2 separate regions of the Mus musculus genome follow, and region 1 is linked to region 2. A link is a contact called in public promoter capture Hi-C data. All regions are on one chromosome and are shown on one strand. Each heading gives the region's core, a stretch centred on a gene start, on an enhancer-like site or on the middle of the called end of the contact. The rest is flanking DNA. Distances are from core to core; before and after follow the strand shown.

Region 1 (3,710 bases), core at 1,108-3,607, 2.6 Mb after region 2:
GAAACATTTTCATTACAGAAACAATTTCCTCACCATCCAGGACTAAGAAGCTCGTGAACTCCCCCTAGGAGACCAGGTGCTGTCATTTCATGTAAAGAAGGGCCACAGCCAAAGAAGCTGTTAGAAGCGAACCTTTAGAAAGTATCTCAGAGTTAGCCAGTATGTAAAATTGGAGATGCTCAGGACCCAATGGGAGAGATTACTGTTAAAGACCCCTCCCGGAAAAGACTCTTAAGGAATGAACCACTATCCTCTAAATAAAAACAGGTATAGAAGGGGACAAGACTATTTTAAAGCCACTGAAGACTATTTTAAAGCCAATATTACTATATTCAACTCCAGACTTGATCCACCTCTGTAACCACATTCTGTACTTGAGTCATATACCTCACTACCAGCCGCCATTCCTGTTACTGTATCAGAGCTTGCCCCTGCCTCTCAGCAGGCCACTCACACATTATCAGTAGGTTATGGGGACAGGAGGGAGAACTGAGGTGGCCTTTATCAATTTACTCATCAGTGATCAGATCGAAATTCTGTACTTTTGATTTCAAGATCCCAAAAGGTAACAAGAGTAGGTGACAAGAACTTCAAAACGATCTCAAGGACGGTATAGGTGGCTGTGCCCTAGATGAGGCCATAGCATCTGGCTATGAGTTGAAGAAGAAATCAGAGTAAGACTAGAACTATTGTACAGTCTAAACATAAGCCGGCCTTTCACAGTTAAGGTGACAGCCATACATTTGGGATTAGCTCAAACACTGGGTATCATTCATGGGAGGTTTAATTAAGGATCGGTTTGCATCAGCCCAGCAACTAAATGCAAGTAACAAGTTAAACTTAGTAAGGTTTCTGCCCATCAGCGTTCTTTCTTTATACCGAGGGAGGCAGAGGCATGAACTGTAAAGTCAAGGAATTTGACCTAGAAACCTCAGGACAAGTTAGTTATGTGCTTCGTTCCAATAGCTTTCTTCCATTCACGGTTCCCTCTCTTAAGAGTCTGGTAATGTTATAAAACTACACCTGGCCTTTCAAAATAGTCTCTAACCTATTAAATCCCAATAGTCCCAACAGAAGGAAACTTGCCTTCAATAGTTGGTCATATTAGAGGATATAAAAACTAAATTCAAGGGAGGTTCCCCCACCACATCCACTTCTTTTCAATAAAAAGTCCTGCAGGAGTATTAACTCAAGGCTTTGAGGGTGGTTGGTCAAATATGGAAACAATCTCCCATATTTCTGAGGAAGCCTAAGTTTAAGGAGCAGTGGAAATATTCCCTTGAGCTTGGGGATTCCGAGGATCTGGAATTCCGAATCAGGTACGTTTCTTACATAAAGACCAAGGAGACTTGACCCTTTTTTCTGTTCTTTGTGAAAACAGGCCCGCTGAAAGCCCACTAAACAGGAAATTAAAAGAAAACGTCAAGCTAATAGTTTCTTCTCTAACACGTTAAAGAACATAACGGGAGGATGAGAACAAAGAATCTAAAACAAAGGAAGATCGGTTCCTGTACATAGAAATGCACAGTAATTTAATAATTGCCATTAAGTCTTTAAAAAACAAAAAACAAACGGGAAGCATGGTCGGAAAGTGAAGCGTCGTATGCATCGGATTGAGTTGATTTCTAGGAAAACGTGATGTGTCTGAACAACCAGCCAGATTTAAAACTCTGATGCTGAAACTTGTTCGATGGTGGCCGCCTCCTTAAGGGCCTTACTTCTGGCTCTTCTCTAGCTCCCTTCCCTGATCCCACTACAACAGAGCTGGTGAAGAAAACGGCAAAAAGACCTTGTCTTGGGCTCAGAGATCATCTAGATTGCGCGACACCGCCAGCACCACGTCGAACTTCATTTCTGTCCTCGGCAGAACCCCGCCACTATCTATCTATCTTTTCAAGTCTTCCCCCACCCCATCCCCGCTAAGGCTCCACCTCCCCCGACCCTTTCCTTTCAGACGCGCCACCCTTCTTCTAGGACTTTCCCAGCCACCAGCGGCACCCCCACCCCCACGTTTCCTAATCCACTCCTGACGCCCACCTCTCCGCTGGCTCAAGATCCCCAAATCCCTACGGTCAGCGGACTGTGCGGCCGGCCCTGGTCCGAACCATCCTCGTGACGGTCCCGCCTCACTCACCCTCTGTCACCTCCAGCACCTTAATCTGCTCCTCTGCAGCCGCCCGCACCTCCTGCACCGGGGACAGGATTCCGGTGAGGGTATCCACCAACGCCTCCTTCAATCCCTGTGCCACTGGACCCGGCAGCCCAGAAGCCGCACCAGCTGCCGCCGCTGCCGCCATCTTTCCTCCCCTCAGCCCGCCAGCCCCGCGGCCGGGACCCGCCACCGAATGACGGCTCCCGCGTACGGCCAATCCGCGAAGCCGCGCCTGCGCACCTAAGTACGCGGGAGCGGGCGGGGGGCGGGGATAGAGCGCAGCCTCGGGAGACAGCGCCTTCTGCTGCCGGAACCGAACCGCGATTCGCGGGCCAGGAAAGCTTTGGGCGTCTATGCACACACAGAATTCTCATAACGGTTTGTAGTCCTGAAGTCGCACGCGCTGTTAGAAAACGCGCTTGGAATAAAGGCGCGTAACCTTTGATGGCAAGGCCCTGATGGCAAGGGAGCAAGAAAGCTAATCCCGAGGGCGTGAGCACAGAAGGCCCTGCACCTTGTCTGCTGTGGATTGTAGTGGGATTGTAGATGCCCTCCCTCGCCTCGCCCATCACCGCTCTCTACCTGCATGATTCTAGGCCCAGATTTAAGATGAGTTAGGACAGAGGTCGGGCCTTAAGGAAGGGGGTCAGAATAGCATCTTTTTAAAACTAACACCCCTCCCCTCAACTAAAAACAGCAGTTATTCAGTTGGCTCCGTTTACAGTTTAGCTTTAGAGATCCTAAGATGCTGGGGAGCGGACAGGGAAAAGGAGACACGCAGAAAAACTGAAGTGAAATTGGCAGTGGGGAGTGGTTGCTTTAGAAAAATCCAGTCTTCTAGCTTTTTAGCTTAGATGAACCCAATGTCAAAAAGGGCTGTCCAGGGGAGACTACCTACAGGCGAAGGAGCATTTTTCTAGAATGATTTTTTTAAAAAAAATATTATCTACCTATTTGTCGTTATCTTGTTTTGAGACAAGGTCATATGTGGCCCAGACTAGCCTCAAACTTGCTCTGTAGCCCACACTGGCCTTGAACTCCCTTATCTTGATCTTTCTGTTTTCACCTCCCCCATTGCAGAGATTGCAGGTATGTGCCACCACACATGGCTCTAGAGTGATTCTATGAGTGTGACTACTATGAGTGAATCCTGCAAATATATAGCATTACTTAATTTTTTAAAAAGTGTTGGGGGAGGCCGGATGAAAGACACCCAAGCACCTGCCGTGGCTACCACTACGATGGATGAATGTGTGATGGGGAGATGGGAAAGATGGGGAGTGTGGTGGAGATGGAGGAGGAAACCAAGCTGAAGGGTTCATATACTGTGGAGAAAGGTGGAACTAGGGACTTGAAGGCAGTGAAGAATAGGGGGATATGAGGAGGCCATGCTGAGGTCCTGGCTCCAGCTGCCCCCAAGGGCCATGTCTGGGTTCCTGGTCCTGCTGCAGCTGGAGTTGCAGTCTGTGTCAATGTCTGGCACCTGAATTAGCATCAAAGGCAAAGTGGATGTCAGTGGTCTGGGCTGCTACCAGAGACCATGTGGATATCTGAGAGG
Region 2 (4,158 bases), core at 136-2,635:
ACCTTCCAGACAACCTATTCTATTTTGCTTGCCTCAACTTTCCTGCCTTGCTAGTCCCCATTTTCTCTGCCAGTTTAAATCCTATCGGTCCAGCTGGGCTCAGCTGGAAGCTCGGCTCCTCTATAAAACCTCCCATGAATAACCAGAGCCCAGAACAGCGTTTTCAATCTGTGTTTCTATGGCACCTTCCATTGCCTTGAAATGCTAAAATTTGTTTCAAGTACTTCCACCCCGTCCTTCTCGGCTCCCGAGGGCCATTATATCCCACAGCAGGGGTGGCGGGTGGAGACCAGCGAGTAGTTCTGCTGGTATTTAGTATGTGCTTACTGGAAGGATTAAGGGGCCAACTCTGTCTATACAGAACACAGAACTTCCAAGTCCACTCGACAAGGCTGTAGGCATGGCTGTCACTGCTGGTTGTATTCTTAGAATAAACAGAACCCAGAAGCCCTGTGTCTGGCCAGGGACACTAATCTAAAGCCAGTCATGAAGAATGGCCCCCTAAAGAAGCCCCGACTTGCAGAAGTCCCTACACCTTGAGCCCCATCTTCTCTCATCTTGACTTTCCAGGCTCTGATTGGGTGTGGCGTGCTATGAAGCTTAGCTCTGGTACCTATTCTTAGTGGGCCACACTGAAGGCCTCTCAAAGACTTGGGCCTGAAGCCTTCACTGCAGCAGACCTACTCTTCAAGTAAGCCCCAATGTGTGCTGGTGACCCCAATTTTCTGAGCCACCAAGCAGTAGCCCAGCACCCATTTTCTGGGTCCTGCTTTACCTCCTAGTTTCATGGCTTCACGATGACCAGCCTGCAGGTGTAGAACCCTGCGGCCAAGTCCCTGTGTAGACCTGTCAGCGCCTCCCTTAATCCCTCTGAGACTAACCATGTGCCAGGAGACTGGAAGCAGTACTGAAAAGGCTACAGAAGAGCCGCCAGTGCCCATGGACAAACTCGCCCACGGCTTTTGTCCTGTCCACCGTTAACTTGGGGAGGGTAGTACCGTGCAAAAATGTGGTCACAGCCTTAAGCGGTGCCTATGAGCCACACCTGTCCTACAAGCTGAATTTCCCATCTGTTCTCTTGGCTTTTGCAAGAGAGTGGGAGGGAGCATCAGCAATGCCACTTATTTCTCCCCTGACCCCCAAGCGCTATGCCCTTCTCCCTCTCTTCCATAAGCCTTGGGTCTTGATGCAGAAGGACCGCTCAAACTACAGCATCGGGCCCCACCCAACTCCTTCCTCTGGGATGTGTGCAAGTGAGGCAGAAGGGGCTTCTGGCCACTCAGGAGTTAAAATGGCAGCGGGACTGGAGGGGGTTGGCGTGGCAAGCAGACAGGGAGGAGGCGACCGGAGTGGGCTAGGGAGGTTGGGAGCGCGGCGGAGCAGCTAGTGAGGAGGACGAGCGCGAGCAGCCAGGAGGGAGGAGGCGCGGCGGGGGCGCCGGGCGCCGCGGGCCTGCTCCGTGCTCCGCAGACGCGCGGCGCTCCGGGAGCGCCGGCCCTGGCCGCCAACCTCCAGCCGCGGCGCGCAGGATTGGGGACACTGTCATTCTGCTGACGCCCTCGCAGGCTCAGCGTTGAGACCACTCCCAGGACAAGTGTAGGTTGGGGAAGGCGCCCGGCGAGCCTCCCGGGCCTGGGTAGCAGCGCGCCGTGGAGCAGCGATCCCAGCCGGGAGGCGAGTGACGGACATAGGACAGCGCCCGCGCGGTGAGTGTGCGGCTCCCTGGCGGCCGGGACTGTGGACTCCGAGGACGCTGGCTTGGCCTTGAGGGTCGCCGAGATCCTGTCCCCGCGGCCCGGGCTTTGATGACCCGATGGGGGAGGGGAGCGCGGCCGCGACCGCGGCGGTCGCCGAGATGCCTGCAGGAGAGCTGGTGATTTGGGGAGAAGGCCGGGAGGGGCGAAGGAAGGAGAGCTAGAGAATGCAAAGGAGGTGGCCGCTGCGCTGGCTGGACCGGAGCTGCGGGGGAGAGGGTCGGGGCCTGAACCAACTGGGAGAGGCCCCAACCCCTCAAACTGTTGCTGGGTAGCGGGGAGCCCTGGAGATGCAGAGGAGCCAAAGAGGTGGCCCCGGGGTTAGAGAGGGCGTGACAGAGGAGAACTCGCAGGATGGAAGCGCACTAGAGCCTAGGGGACTTTCCCTTCCTGGGAGCTCGGGTGGTGGCCGTGCAAAAAAGACAGGGTGGCCTTGGTTGGGTCTGTACAAAGTATCTGGCACCGAGAGTCAGGCTCCTCCCGGGCGGGAGACTAGGGTCTGACTGCAGTCTAAGATGGGACTTTTGGGTGGGGGAGGGGTCGGCCGGGCTAAGCCTGGGCGCTGTGCGGTTTAAAGCAGCTCTGAGGCCACCGCATCATGCCAGGGACAGGCTGGGCTGGCCAGCCACAGGTGGGCCGTCTGTCCTGCTGGCATGACAGGGTTGTGCGGGCGCAGACTGCCCAGCCAGCCAAGATCCTCGAGCGGCGGGGTGAGGCAGCTGAACTGAGCCGCTGAAGGAGAGAACTGGACCCCGGGGGTGGGCCCTAGCAGGGTGTTGCAATGCTCCCGGCTGCCCCTGCCCTTCCTCCCCCACCAAATGAACAGGAAGGAAAATGTCAGCTGGGCTTTGTGCTCTGTTCCTCAGGCTGCCGCAGCTCCCATCTGTTGAAGCCAACGCAGCTTCTAATTGGGCGACTGGCAGGGCTTGGAGGAGGGTGGGCTGGGCACAGCGCTGGCTGCCGCTGGTTGCCAGAGATGGACTGGCTGCCGTCTGCTTGAAGACCCCAGGAGGCAGGAGGGCACTGGAGAGAGCAGCCAGGTCAGGACAACAGGAGTGGCCTTTTGCCAGCGTCTTCACCATTATCTAGGGGACCCAGGAGCAAATATCTACCCGTCCTTACTTATCCAGAATGATTGACAGGCTTCATGAGCCTCGCCATCACTCTGGACAGTATTCTCTTTCTGAGGGAGAAGCGAGCAACCTCCTGTCAGTGGCCGCTGGGCTCCTTGAACAGTCCTCCAAAGAGCAGGGAGGACCAGGGCTGTGTGCACAATGCGAAGGCTCCCTGGCCAATGGGTCTTCTGCCTACCTTGTGGTGGCTTGACCCACTTTCCTGGCCAGGAGACGTTGTGAAGAAGCGGAAGGGAGAAGCACAGCTCGGGGTCTGTGCCTCTCTGGCCTTCTTCCATCCCTGGACTGCCTCAGATGTTGCCTGCTGCCTGTTTAGGGGGCCTGGGGCCTAGGGCAGAATGTTATTTGGAAAGGGTCGAGTTGAAAAACTCTCTGGCACCTCAGGGATTTTAACCATTCCCAGAGTCTGGCACCTAGAAGCACCCCCCAAACCAGATCTCCTGCCAGAGCTTACCCTGCCGGAGACATGGAATGGCAATAAGAACTGAGAGATTGGGGCCTCATTGAGCTAAGCTAGGCCAGCAGAATACTTCCTAACTGCCCACATCTGCCCCGTCCCTCCTTTCCTTTTCCCTCCTCCTGAAGCACCTCTCCCTCTCCCTTTGCTCTCACACTACACTGCTCATCCTCTCCCGACCATCCTCCAAGTTTACCTTCCTTCCTCTCCTCCAGGTTTCTACCTCCACCTTTATCTTTCTGTAAAATGCAGCTTAAACCACAAGCCAGGCACACAATGGCTTCTTCGCCTCTTGACAGCCTCTTGACAGCCTCTTGACAGTGGGTGCACAGGTACCACTGTCCCTGGCACATCCCCTTTGCAGAGAGGACCAGGCTGACAGGTCTGGCACCTGAATTTCCTTGTTTCCCTTTGCCCTACCATTCACTCACTTGCTCCTCCCCCTCCTCCTCTCTACCCCCTTGTTTCTTTTATTTGAAGGGAAGGAGGAAACTCCTTGCTTTTGTAAAACTTATTTGTCCATCAACTACTTACTAAACACCTACTATGTGACTGTCTTAAGTGTGGAGGTTACAAGTAATAGACAAACCTCGTAGGCAGAGCTGAACTTGTATTTGAACTTGATAGTTATTTAGTTCCATGCCCACCAGTTTCTTTCAAAGGTGTGGTGGAGGGAAATGAGGAGTATTAATAACCCCAGCAAATTAGCATCATAATCACAGAATGGCCCTTAACATTCCATCTCTATCGCTCCCTATATACAACGTATCTCCATCGCTTCCTATCTATGATGTATCTATCATTAAGTCGTTTC

Evidence for each region. Promoter capture Hi-C pulls out the DNA fragments that hold promoters and counts their contacts.
Region 1: a promoter capture Hi-C map of pre-B cells shows a contact between it and region 2, with 4 times the contacts expected there. The contact joins the promoter of Ipo9 here to the promoter of Lrrn2 in region 2. A contact is called at or near these places in 2 of 39 promoter capture datasets (cranial neural crest and pre-B cells).

What each region holds. Positions count from the first base shown.
Region 1 is chr1:135,428,134-135,431,843 of GRCm38.p6, forward strand. It overlaps Ipo9 (importin 9), which reads right to left and starts at 2,358. Exons shown (of 24, transcript NM_153774.1): 1 at 2,135-2,358. The coding sequence starts at 2,297.
Region 2 is chr1:132,878,970-132,883,127 of GRCm38.p6, forward strand. It overlaps Lrrn2 (leucine rich repeat protein 2, neuronal), which reads left to right and starts at 1,386. Exons shown (of 2, transcript NM_010732.4): 1 at 1,386-1,706.